3 separate regions of the Mus musculus genome follow, and regions 2 and 3 are each linked to region 1. Evidence: chromatin contacts called from public promoter capture Hi-C data. All regions are on one chromosome and are shown on one strand. Each heading gives the region's core, a stretch centred on a gene start, on an enhancer-like site or on the middle of the called end of the contact. The rest is flanking DNA. Distances are from core to core; before and after follow the strand shown. Region 1 holds the start of Tut7 (terminal uridylyl transferase 7). Region 2 holds the start of Smad5 (SMAD family member 5). Region 3 holds the start of Macroh2a1 (macroH2A.1 histone).

What was found. Promoter capture Hi-C pulls out the DNA fragments that hold promoters and counts their contacts.
Region 2: a promoter capture Hi-C map of pre-B cells shows a contact between it and region 1. The contact joins the promoter of Smad5 here to the promoter of Tut7 in region 1. A contact is called at or near these places in 2 of 39 promoter capture datasets (liver and pre-B cells).
Region 3: a promoter capture Hi-C map of pre-B cells shows a contact between it and region 1. The contact joins the promoter of Macroh2a1 here to the promoter of Tut7 in region 1.

What each region holds. Positions count from the first base shown.
Region 1 is chr13:59,821,570-59,825,059 of GRCm38.p6, reverse strand. Tut7 (terminal uridylyl transferase 7) reads left to right here and starts at 1,950. Exons shown (of 27, transcript NM_001373962.1): 1 at 1,950-2,427; 2 at 2,950-3,490. The coding sequence starts at 2,981.
Region 2 is chr13:56,701,634-56,705,273 of GRCm38.p6, reverse strand. It overlaps Smad5 (SMAD family member 5), which reads right to left and starts at 2,264. Exons shown (of 7, transcript NM_008541.3): 1 at 2,143-2,264.
Region 3 is chr13:56,133,510-56,137,444 of GRCm38.p6, reverse strand. Macroh2a1 (macroH2A.1 histone) reads left to right here and starts at 1,895. Exons shown (of 9, transcript NM_001159513.1): 1 at 1,895-2,099.

The sequences.
Region 1 (3,490 bases), core at 701-3,200:
TAAATCCTTAGAACAGTGTGTGCTGTGTACTTCCTCTAGGGTTCTAGGAACCAAGGACTTACCTAAGCCAGGACTTCAGAGATTACTCACCTGGGTGTGGTGACGCGGCTTTGGCCCATCATAAATATAATGATGCATCGTCAGCTCCCTTTGGACTCGATGAAATGCCACTGTCTGCCTGGCAAACAGATTATTAGTTTGGCTCCGATGAATTTTCAGAACAAAAGACATCTACATAAGAGGCTATCACAAATGTTTTAAGAGTATGTTTCAAGTCACACAGAGCTGCTAAGAACACATGCTTCCCGCTGGTGAAGGTTTGGATTTCAATCAGGTCTCCTTAAGGGCCAAGCTTTGCCATTGGTTTTTCCCCTAGAGTACTTTCTAATGTACCTTCGTCCTTTCTGAAGGGTGTGTGTGTGTCCTTGTGTGTGTGTGTGTCTGTGTGTGGGCATGCAGGTGCTGGTGGAGTCCACTCGTGTCAGATCCCCTAGGAGACCAGTTATAGACAGCTGTGAGCAACCACCTTGGGTGATGGGAAGTGAAATTTGCTCCTCTGTAAAAGTAGCAAATCTTCTCACCCATTCCCTCAGCCCCCTCATTCTCTTAATACGTCTACATTGCTTGGTGGTCAGAGTCTGATACATGGAACTTTTACTGTCAGTGACAGGAACTCTCAAGTTATATTCAGAACAGCTACTAGCTGTGGGACCCTAGAGAAAGATGGCTTTCTGGGAAGGCTTGTCTGGCCTCAGTGGGAGAGGATGTGCCTTATGATACCAGGGTTGGGCAATGAAGTGGGGGGGGGACACCCTCTCAGAGGTGAAAGGAGGGGTCCTGGGGAAAGGAAGGGGGAGGGGGGAACCAGGATGCAGCATTTGGAATGTAAATACTTTTTTTTTTTTCCGAGACAGGGTTTCTCTGTGTAGCCCTGGCTGTCTTGGAACTCACTCTGTAGACCAGGCTAGCCTTGAACTCAGAAATCCCCAAACCCACACAGCAAGAGGAAACTGACAAAACAAGTTGGTTGTAGAATATCAACCATTTAGCTATGTCTCTTTTGCTTTTTAAATTTCAATTGTATTCCTTTCTTCCTGAACTAGTAGGATTGAGTTAGTATTTATTTACAGTTTTAAAGACAGTTTCTTGGAATAGCAAAGGCTGTATGCATTCTTCACTTTAAGACTGTTGGCTAAAGAACCCAATGGATTTAAATTTATACTTTGTAGAGGTAGAAATGAAAACTGCCTTATTTTTTCCAGCACTTCTATTCATTAGTTGCTTGAGGCTTTCAAGGCATGTAGGACACTTTAGATAACAATGAATGTTCAATTAGAAAAAAAAAAAGCAACTCTGTGTTGTTTGCTAAGTTTTTGTTTTTTGTTTTTTTGAGACAGGGTTTCTCTGTGTAGACGTAGCTGTCCTGGAACTCACTCTGTAGACCAGGCTGGCCTCGAACTCAGAAATCTGCCTCCCTCCAAGTGGGATTAAAGGCATGTGCCACCACTCTCCGGCTGTTTGCTAGTTCTTAAAGAAAAAAAAAAGTTGAATCTCTTTCTACCCCCAGGTCGAGCTTAATCCAGAGGTTTAGGCCGCTGAACTTCCTTCAAGGTCGTTCACAAGGCCCTCACTGAAACTTGGAGCCACTCGGAATTATAAAAAGACCCAGCTTCCCGAGCAGCCACAGAGGGGCGTCGGGGGAACCCGAAAGCACTGGGCGACGGATCTCGCAGGTAGCTAGGGAGCAACCCCGGACCTCTGCGCCCGCACCCGCGGCGCGCCCCCGGCGCTGGGAGGAACCTGGGCGGCGCGCGCTTCCGGTGCGCGCTTCCGGCCAGCCGCGGAGCGCGGGGCGGGGACACCGCAGTCTTCCAATCGCGCACAATGAGACGGCGCTGAGCGCCGGAAGTGGGGCTGAAGGAAAACACGGTGAGGAGCCGGGCCCGGACAGGAAGCGGCGGGGGACCGCAGCGGCGCTGGTGAGTGCTCCGGGGCGCCGTCTCGTCGCGTCCCTCCGGGACTCGCCTCCGGGCTGGGCCCGTGGGTTCCCCCCGCCCCCAGAAGCGTATCTGCCCGGCCCCGAGGTACGTTGGCGCCGTCCTTCTCCGGCCGCCTCGGCCCGGCTGTGCGCCCGGAGCCCTCGGGTTCGAGTCCGCGTCTTCACTTTGTGTCGGGGCTCCGGCCCTGGTCCGGGGAACCCCGGAACCCTGTCAATGGCCGGGCGCTTCCTGCTTCCTATTCCCCACGGCGGCTTCGTGGCCAGTAGCGCGGAACCGCCTCCTCCTTCGCCTGGGGACTCCGCTGGTGGAAACTGAGGCACACAGGGGTGGGGCAGCCGAATGGGGAAGGAAAAGGAGTGTCATCCTGCGGAGGATTGTGGTTGGTGACGAAACTGGACTTGTCTGGGGCTGGGGACTGAGAAGTCGGGTAAGTCAGCTGGCGTTGTCCCTTGGTCGGAAGCCTGGACCCTTAGAGCGGTACCTTAGTGGGAAGTGCTGTCCCTTCGCCCAGCGGTCGCGCCGGGTTGAAAAGCGAAGCTTAGAGTGGGGGCTGATCGAAACTGAAATCTGCTCACATAGTTTCGGCTACTTTGATACCTAAAAGTAATTGCCAACTTTAAAAAAAAGAAATAGATTTGGGAGTTTTGTAACAGTGTTGACTTAGGATGTTTACTTTGAAGAGAGGTGCTTTCGTTACATAGAAGTTACTTCTTTAGTTTCTGAGACTATAGAAGTGTCTTCAGATTTAGTCTTTGTATTAAATAAGGACCAGTTTTTATGAACACTGTAACTTCTGGAATGCATTAATTATTAGGAATGTGGTAACAATTTAATTTTTAAATGGGGGAAGATAAAGGCTTCAGGGCACCCGTGTGTTACTTTGAGTATTTGGTATGATATTATTTTACAATTTTGTTTTGTTCCCCCCTCCCCCAATGCCTTCTTTCAGGTACAAAGTAAGAAAGTTGAAGTCAAAGACCATGGGAGATACAGCAAAACCTTACTTTGTGAAGCGCACTAAAGACCGTGGAATTATTGATGATGATGATTTCAGAAGGGGCCATCCCCAACAAGATTATTTAATAATGGATGATTATGCTAAAGGCCATAGCAGTAAAATGGAAAAGGGCCTTCCAAAAAAGAAGATATCACCCGGGAACTATGGGAACACCCCCAGGAAAGGACTGTATGGGGTTTCCAGCAATCCATATGCATTTAAAAACCCAATTTACAGTCAGCCTGCTTGGATGAATGATAACCACAAAGATCAAAATAAAAAATGGCTATCTGATGAACTCGCTGGTAATGCAGACAGCTGGAGAGAGTTCAAGCCCGGACCTAGGATTCCTGTCATAAGCCGCTCAAGGAAGGAATCCTTTCAGGAAAGTGACGATGCCTACAGGTGGCAGGAGGGGAGAGGCTGCAGAGCTGTGAGAAGGCTGTTTCAGAAAGACCTCAGCAGCCTAGAAGCCATGTCAGAAATGGAAGCA
Region 2 (3,640 bases), core at 1,015-3,514, 3.1 Mb after region 1:
CATATCCTATATGGACACAAGGAAAACTCAATCTGAGTGTTTGGTACAGTAGGGTGCACAGGTTCCAGAAGCTGATAGAGCAACCCAACCAAAATAAATAACCAGATGTGATGGCACAGGCTTGTAATCTTAGCATCTGGAGGCAGAGGTACGAGTTCAAGGGCATTCTGGACTACATAGCAAGTCTGGGCCCAGTCTGGGTCACCAGAACACCTGTCTGGGAAGGAAGGAAGGAAGGAAGGAAGGAAGGAAGGAAGGAAGGAAGGAAGGAAGGAAGGAAAAGTCAGTTGAAAAGATTCACCTACAGGAAGTGACAAAATGATGAACGGCATTTGTGACAAAGACACTGCAGAAGTTGAAGTGGTAACAACAGTTATCTAAAGGACTGAGTGGGGAAACACTAAAGAAGGAGAGTGCCAAGGAGGTCACCACCTAGCAATCATACTCGCCTCACTATGCAGTCCCCCAGATGGCCTGGACCTCACACCTGTCTACCTGCCTGGTATTAGAGGTGTGGGCCACCATGCATGGCTACAAAACTATTTTTCCTCTAAGCTTAATATGTACAAACCTTATATAGGTTAGATTTTGATAGACCAATTCTTCTAAGTTGTTTTGGAATTTTATAATTTCTGGGGTTCATTTTAGAGGGGGAAAATGTTACCAAAAAGGGTAAAAGGAATAATGTGATTTGTTACTACTGCTACTAACCTCATCTGGATCATAAGCTCTGATAGAGCAGTTGAGTGTGAAACCGTCCTGCTCCATGGAGGAACTGTTTCCATACAACAGGCATTATGGGCTGGCATCTAGCAGAAACCCTCAACTACTACTCTAAGCGTTTCTAAACCTACTGGGTTTTCAACTTTAACGGTAACTCCCATACACTAAGAAAATCCAAGCACTCTTTGTTTAAAAAAGAAACACACAGCCAGAGTTGGTGATGGCTCACCCCTGTAATCCCAGCACTTGGAAGCTGAGGCAGGAGGATTGGCCAGAGTTCAAGGTCTGCCTAGCAAAACCCTGTCAGAAAGAAAAGAAATCACATGTACCCTTTCGCTTAGCCTCTGTCAAAGCAACCAACAAATTCCATTGATCGCCCAGTGTCCGTTGCTAGGTAGGCATACACTTGATAGTGCTAGGCAACAGGCATGATGTGATCAACTCCACCAGACTTCAAAACTTTTTCCACAGAAAGATAAACAAGATATACTTAGCACCACACCCATCTAAACGCAGCAGCAGCCAGAAATACCCACCCCCCACCCCCCTCCAGCTGCTCAGGAAACACTGTCTTTTACGATCAAGATAAAGATCTAGCCTACAGTGTTCGGCCGTTCCTGCCTTCCAGGTTGGCCGGGACTCCTTTCGCCGGGGCCATCACAAACCGGACACACACACACACACACACACACACACACACAGAGACACGCTTCGGATCGCTGGCACACCTCCAAATACCTCGACCATCCCCGCCAGCTCCTTCTGCAACCGAAAAGTCCGGGCCACTGAGCATGCTCTGACCCTAAGACGGCCGCCACCGGGGAAGTTCCCAGAGCTTAGGGTTCCCGGCTCGGCGCAGCCAGAAGCGCAGAGGAGAAAGGGCAGGGGGAGGGGATGGAGTCTGAACTTGGGCACGCATGCCCAAGGGAACCACCGGGACCGGGGCAGAGACAAAAGCTGCTTCGCTTCCTCACACAAAGTTTAGCGCAGCGAGGGAGCCTCTGCGACGTCCGGAGAGTGACGGGCGGGCGAGCGGGCGGGCGGGCGGGCGGGCGGGCGCAGGGGCGGGTCGCCGCCAGCCGGCTGGCCGGAGTGTAATTCCCACCGATAAGCGCGGATCCTTATCTCCCAGACACAAAGCGGCGGGGCGCGCGCTCGGCCTAGGCCGCCTGCGCGGCTCCGCGCGCGGGCCCGGGCGTCGGTGGCGCGCCGAGGTGGCAGCGGCCTCGTCCGCGCCGGCCTCGTCGGCCGCGCGGGGCCTCCTTAGCACCGGGGCCTCCCGCGCTGCGCGGAGCCCCGTCCCGTGCCGTCAGGTCCCGCGTGGGGAGCCTCTAGGCCTCCAGCCTCACGCGGGCCGCTGCCGCCGGCGCTTGTCCCTCCGCCGGGCCCCGAGCGCCCGCCCTGGGGCCCCTCACTCACCTCCCCGCCGCCCAGGCGCGCTCTCCTCACGCCGTCGCCGCGCTGTGCACGCGCCGCAACTTTATTAGCAGCTCGGCCCCGGGACAAGCGCTCGGCGCCCGCTCGCCGGGGACCCGGATGATGAGGGGGAGGGGGGGCGGCGGCGGAGGGCCGCGGCGGCCGGCGCATGCGCGTCGGGAGTGGCCGAGGCCTGGCTTCTGCTGTCCGCAGCGAGCCTGGAAGTGGCACTTGGGTTAGCCAAGCTCACCCGCCTTATAGCGAAACGGTCGTCCTCGCTCTGGAGAGCTGGAGACCTTTCTAGCCAATCTAAAGCGTTAAAAAGTATCTTCAGCTACAACTTCGCCGTTTTCATTGATTTGTAATAGAAACCCTAAGAGACAGAGACCTCTGGCTGAGCATCAGATACCACACAGCTTACTAGATGTAGCCTTAATATTGCTCCCAAAGGGGGAAAATCCTCTGCAGGTGGAGATAGTGCTGAACCCGGAGCTGAGGACGAGTGGCCATTTCTCAGGACACAGTCCCAGCTGTTCACGGGACACCGCCCCACATCTGGAAGCCGGGAGCGCCTTGAGCTCTCAGGCTTCAGCAAGTGGAGGCTTAGAGGTGCTCGAGCTGTCTTACAGGGTAGCTCTGTACTAATCCGGCTGTCTGGCTTCTCTTCCCCTCCAAACGGTCAGCTTGGACAGCAAGGGAAAGCTTTTTAAAATAGTTTCGTGTTTATTTTTAAAGGTCTTTAAAACTGATCCCCCCCCCCCCCACACACACACACCGGTTTTCTTTTTGAGTAAATTGGAACTATTTTTAACCTTTCCCAGTCAATCCCATCCTCCAATATCAATTCTGTAGATCCCTAATTCTGACAGTTTCTCCTCACTTTTATTACCACCTCCTCCGCCTGAACCAGGGTCACCTCACTTGACACACAAATGCGGCGGTTTCCATGTTTCTCCAGACTCCAACGGCTTGTTTCTATTTGGAAGAGATTAAATAAATGCCGTGAGGAGGCGTTTATGGAAGCAGCCATGTCAAAGGGTGATAGGTGAGAATCCGGCCAGAGCTGGGGAACTAGAGAGAGAGCACCAAGGGAAGGCAGCAGCTGTGACTGCAGCCAACCATCCGCAGGAAGAAATGTGGCAGTGTCCGCCCATTATTGGCAGATCTTCTGGCTTTTCGAAGAAAGTTGGAAATGCATCTTTTTCTATACTAAAAGGAAATCACACATTTATCTGATCAGCTGCCTCTTTGTCTCTTTCCTGGGCTCCCTGACCTGCCCTCCCCTTCTCTTTTTTAGACATTGAGAAGACTCACCCTGGTACAAGCCAAACAAAACAAGCCCATGGTCCCAATATAGCCTACAGGCCATCAGTGTGCAATCTCAGGTCTCCATCTTAAACTTCTTTACTACATCATAAACTCTGCGCAGGAGGACTCTGTATGCGCCAACACTGCCTGGCTTACTGATTCCTGGCTGTTAAGTCTTTGCTGTTACCGGCCC
Region 3 (3,935 bases), core at 646-3,145, 3.7 Mb after region 1:
GTTTGAACAACGTTGAAAATAACCAAGACCACTGAAACTCTTGAGATGATCCTGAGCCTTTAGGACCCACGAGCAGATATCATGGCTCGAAAATGAAATGCCCACCTTTACCTCAAGTTCACTGAAGACATGGTCTTTAGCTGGTTACACTACTTGAGGACATCTTGGAAACTTTAGGATGCGAGCCCTAGTGGGAGGAGTTAGGTTACAGAGGGTCCATCACTGGAGTATATATTGTCCTGACTCCCTCCCTTAGCTTCCTGTTTGCCATGAGGTGAGTAGCCTCTGTCACTCTGCCATTTTGATGCTCTGCTCTCCAATATGGCCTAGTCATTAGAGCCATGGACTATGGGTTAAAACCTGAAACTTAGTCAAAAATAAAAACATTTCTCTTTTAAATTGTTCCTTTAATTTGCTACAGTGACAAGAAGTCCAGCCATTTCCCCTCCATTTTCTGGACTTCATTTTCATACTCCAGCCCATAATAGTTTTGGAGTTTCATGTTTGGAGTACTCCTCCTCAGTACCCGTTCCATGGCTTGCTTGCTCCCTCTACTCCCTCAGGCCTTTCCAGAAATGTTTCTTTCTTACTGAAACTCGCTCTTTTTAAAAGGTTAGATGGACTTACTTTATTCTGTGTGTTTGAGTGTTTTGCCTACTTGTGTGTATGTGCACCCCGTGGTGCCTGATATTCATGGATGTCAGAAGAGTGCACTGGAGCCCCCCCCCCCCCCCCAGTGGAGTTATCAGGACCACACAAATGAATCCTGGGAACAGAATCCTGGCCCTCTGCAAGAGCACGAAGTGCTGTTATACACGGAGCCATCCATCTCTTCAGCCTCAAGACTACCAAATACACCCCTGCTTACCTTTCCTAGGATTTTTTTTTCCTACCTTGTTTCCTCTGAGAATTTATACTCTGTAATGTGTGATTCCTTTGTCTCTTGCCTTTCTTTTCCCACCAGACTGTAAGCTCCAGGAAAGCGGGATGGGGGTAGGGTGGAGTGGGGTGGGGTGGGAGTTGCCAGTTCTGTTCACCATTTCACAACTACACTCAAGTTTATGCATGGTGTGCAGAATGTCCCAGATATTTACTTGAAATAATGAATGCATGGGCCAGGGGCTTTAGACAATGCTTTTTGTGTCTATAAAATGCGCTAGGGTTGGAGAGATGGCCCAGCTGTTAAAGGGTCACAAACCAAAAACCTGCTAATATTCTAGTGTAGCCTGGGCCTGAAGGAGAGTCTTTAGTTTTGTGGATAGATGTTGCTGCCCTTTCTCTGGCTGACACCCACCCCACCACCTTAATATGTAATAAAAGTATCAACTGTTTAAATCAGTAAGTCTCCACTTGGAGCCAGTAGTCAACAAACGTTTGCTTGGTGGAGGTAGCTAACCGATTCCACGAGCAAAGCAAGACCAGACTTTGAGGCCAGCTCTGTAGAATCCCACTGATCAAGGGAGTTGAGCTACGGTAGCTGATCTTGGGGCACACAGCTGCCTTGTATTTAAAAAGTCAGGAGGCTGGATTGAGGCGCGGAGTTGGTGCTGACCGGGCAGAAGAAGATCCCTGGTCACAGCAATTGTTCTACCCTCCCTCTTTGTGGACGAGGCTACTGGGGACAAGGGGACACCAGACACACAGTAGGTGCTCACAGCAGACGCTTGCAGAGCCGCGCTACCTACAGGCACCTTTCTGAGGCCGGACCCCTGCAGCTCCCGCGCGCAGACCGATGCCTGGGGGCGGGGGGGGGGGGCGGCGCAGAGCACCAAGGCCTGGGTACAACCGAGGCTGGCGTCGTTGGCGTCCGCGGCCCGAGGCAGGCCGGGGTCAAGGCCGGGGCGCCGAGTGGCGCGGGGAGGGGTGGCCGGACGCGCGAGGCCGGGAAGGGATGTGACGAGCGGCGCGCTGTGCATTGTGGGAATCCCGGGGCCGCCGCGAGTGGTTCCAGTTCACTGGTTCCAGCGGAGCCGGGCGGAGGGCGCGAGCGCGGGACGCGCGGGCGGGAAGCGAGGAGGCGTGGGCGGCCAGGCAGGAGTGCGGAGCGGACCGGCGCAAGCGGCCGACCGGCCTCGGGCCCCTCACCGTGCAGCCGCCCGGTAAGTGCCGCGCGGGCCTCGGAGCCGCAGGCTGCCGGTCCGCCCCGTCTGGGCCCCGCGCGCCCGACTGCTGCCGCGCGCGGGGCACTGCCTGGCGCCCGGGAAGCTCCGGCGGTTACCCTCGGACCTCGGGCCGCCCGGAGTCCGCCAAGGCCCTGCCCGGGGCAGCGTGCGGGTCCGGATGGTTTTGTTCGGAAAGCAAACCCGGAAACCAACTTCGCTCGGAGACGCACCCCTACCCCCGCCGGGGCGCTTTGTGGGCAAGGGGCTGATCGGGTCTCCCCCTCTGCCCGGGAGGGAGAGCCAGGGATGGCGTGGGCCCGAGGGCACCGAGGCCCGGAGGCCGTGACCAGCCGTTCCGCCCGGGCCCGGAGCTGCTGTGCTCAGAGTTTACTTGCTCGTGCGCCGCCGGCCCGCGCGTGCCCTCCCGGGCACAATAAAGTGGGGCGCGAGCCACAGGCCGTTGTGAGGCCGGCTGGTGGGGCACCCGCCGCGAGGCCTGAGCAGGCGAGGCCTGGGGACCACTCGCGGACGGAATCCCAGGCCGGGGCGGGCTGGAGAGGAGCTATGGAAGCCCCGCGGCTCTCGCTCGCCTTTTGTTTGCTTTGTGCTGGGGAGGTGTTATTTTTAAGGTGACTCTGGAAGACTGGAGGCTCCCCGCGCGCAGAGGGACAGCTGAGAGTCTCTGGGGGTGGGGTGAGTAGAGATGGGAGGCGCGGGATGCTGCTGACGGTGTCACCTGACAACAGGTGTGCAAGATGCTGAGCCCAGCGCCCACTCCTGCAGAGACCACCGATATCTCACTGCTGGGCAGAAGATTGCTTGAAAGAGTCTTTGAAGAAATGCAGGGGAAAGTGTTTTCTAGGTTTGACGGTGTAACTTTTGAACAAGCAGTTGAGGCAGATCTCGTCTCCAACAATTACAATCATTATGAAGTCTTTGTAAGATTTTAACGATCTAATAAAACAGCTTAGAAGAATAGACAATTAGAGGGGTTCTCCTCTTCGGTTTCCCTCTTGCTGACACCTCTGTGGTTTGAGGTTTTACTGTTAAAAGAGAGGAAGTGTTTTGTTTGTAGACACTGCAGCATGGAGTCCCAGTTTTGAAAGTCTGTGCTGGAGTGGAAGACAAAAGTCCAAACCCAACTAAATTTCCTGTAGGTTCACCTTAAGGTGTGCAGTCAAAGTTGCGGTTAGTTCTGAAATGGACACCCTCATACTCGCTACTGGAGTTACTACAGCTTGTCCACAATTGACCAATTGAGCAACAGCAACTGGGCTTACACACAACCTCTGACTCGATCAACCTTTTCAACTTGTGGGGATTTTTTCCCCTTAAGGATGAGGAGTCTCCCGAGATTTTAAACTTTCCCTCTTTCTCATTTTGCTACGAGCTAGGTCATAGTTTTCACCAGGAAGGGAGAGCTCACACTGTATCACACTGAGATTGGTCTGGAAATTCACATATGATAACTTCCTTACTGGCTTACTTTCTACTACGTGGGCCAGCTTTAGGGAGTGGTACAGTTCAGTCTGCCATTTTCTCAGGTCCTAGAAAGCCATTTCTGCCTCCCCTAGGGACAAGCTTGGAGCTGATGGTGCCCCAAGTCGATGAAAGATTTATTTAAAGAGAGAAACTACTAATCTGTATGTGATGTTCAGAGGTTTGCAGTAGCCTTTGGCTTTTGATGGGCTTTTCAGAGCCCATTAATGAAATATGAAATGGGAAGGGGTGGGGCTGAGGTGGACCCTTACCTGTTAAACCCACCACCTTCGTTCTGTAGGCTTAGGGGCGGGGGCTCCTGCTACAGCTCCTGTAAGTGCAGCTAAGTGGGCC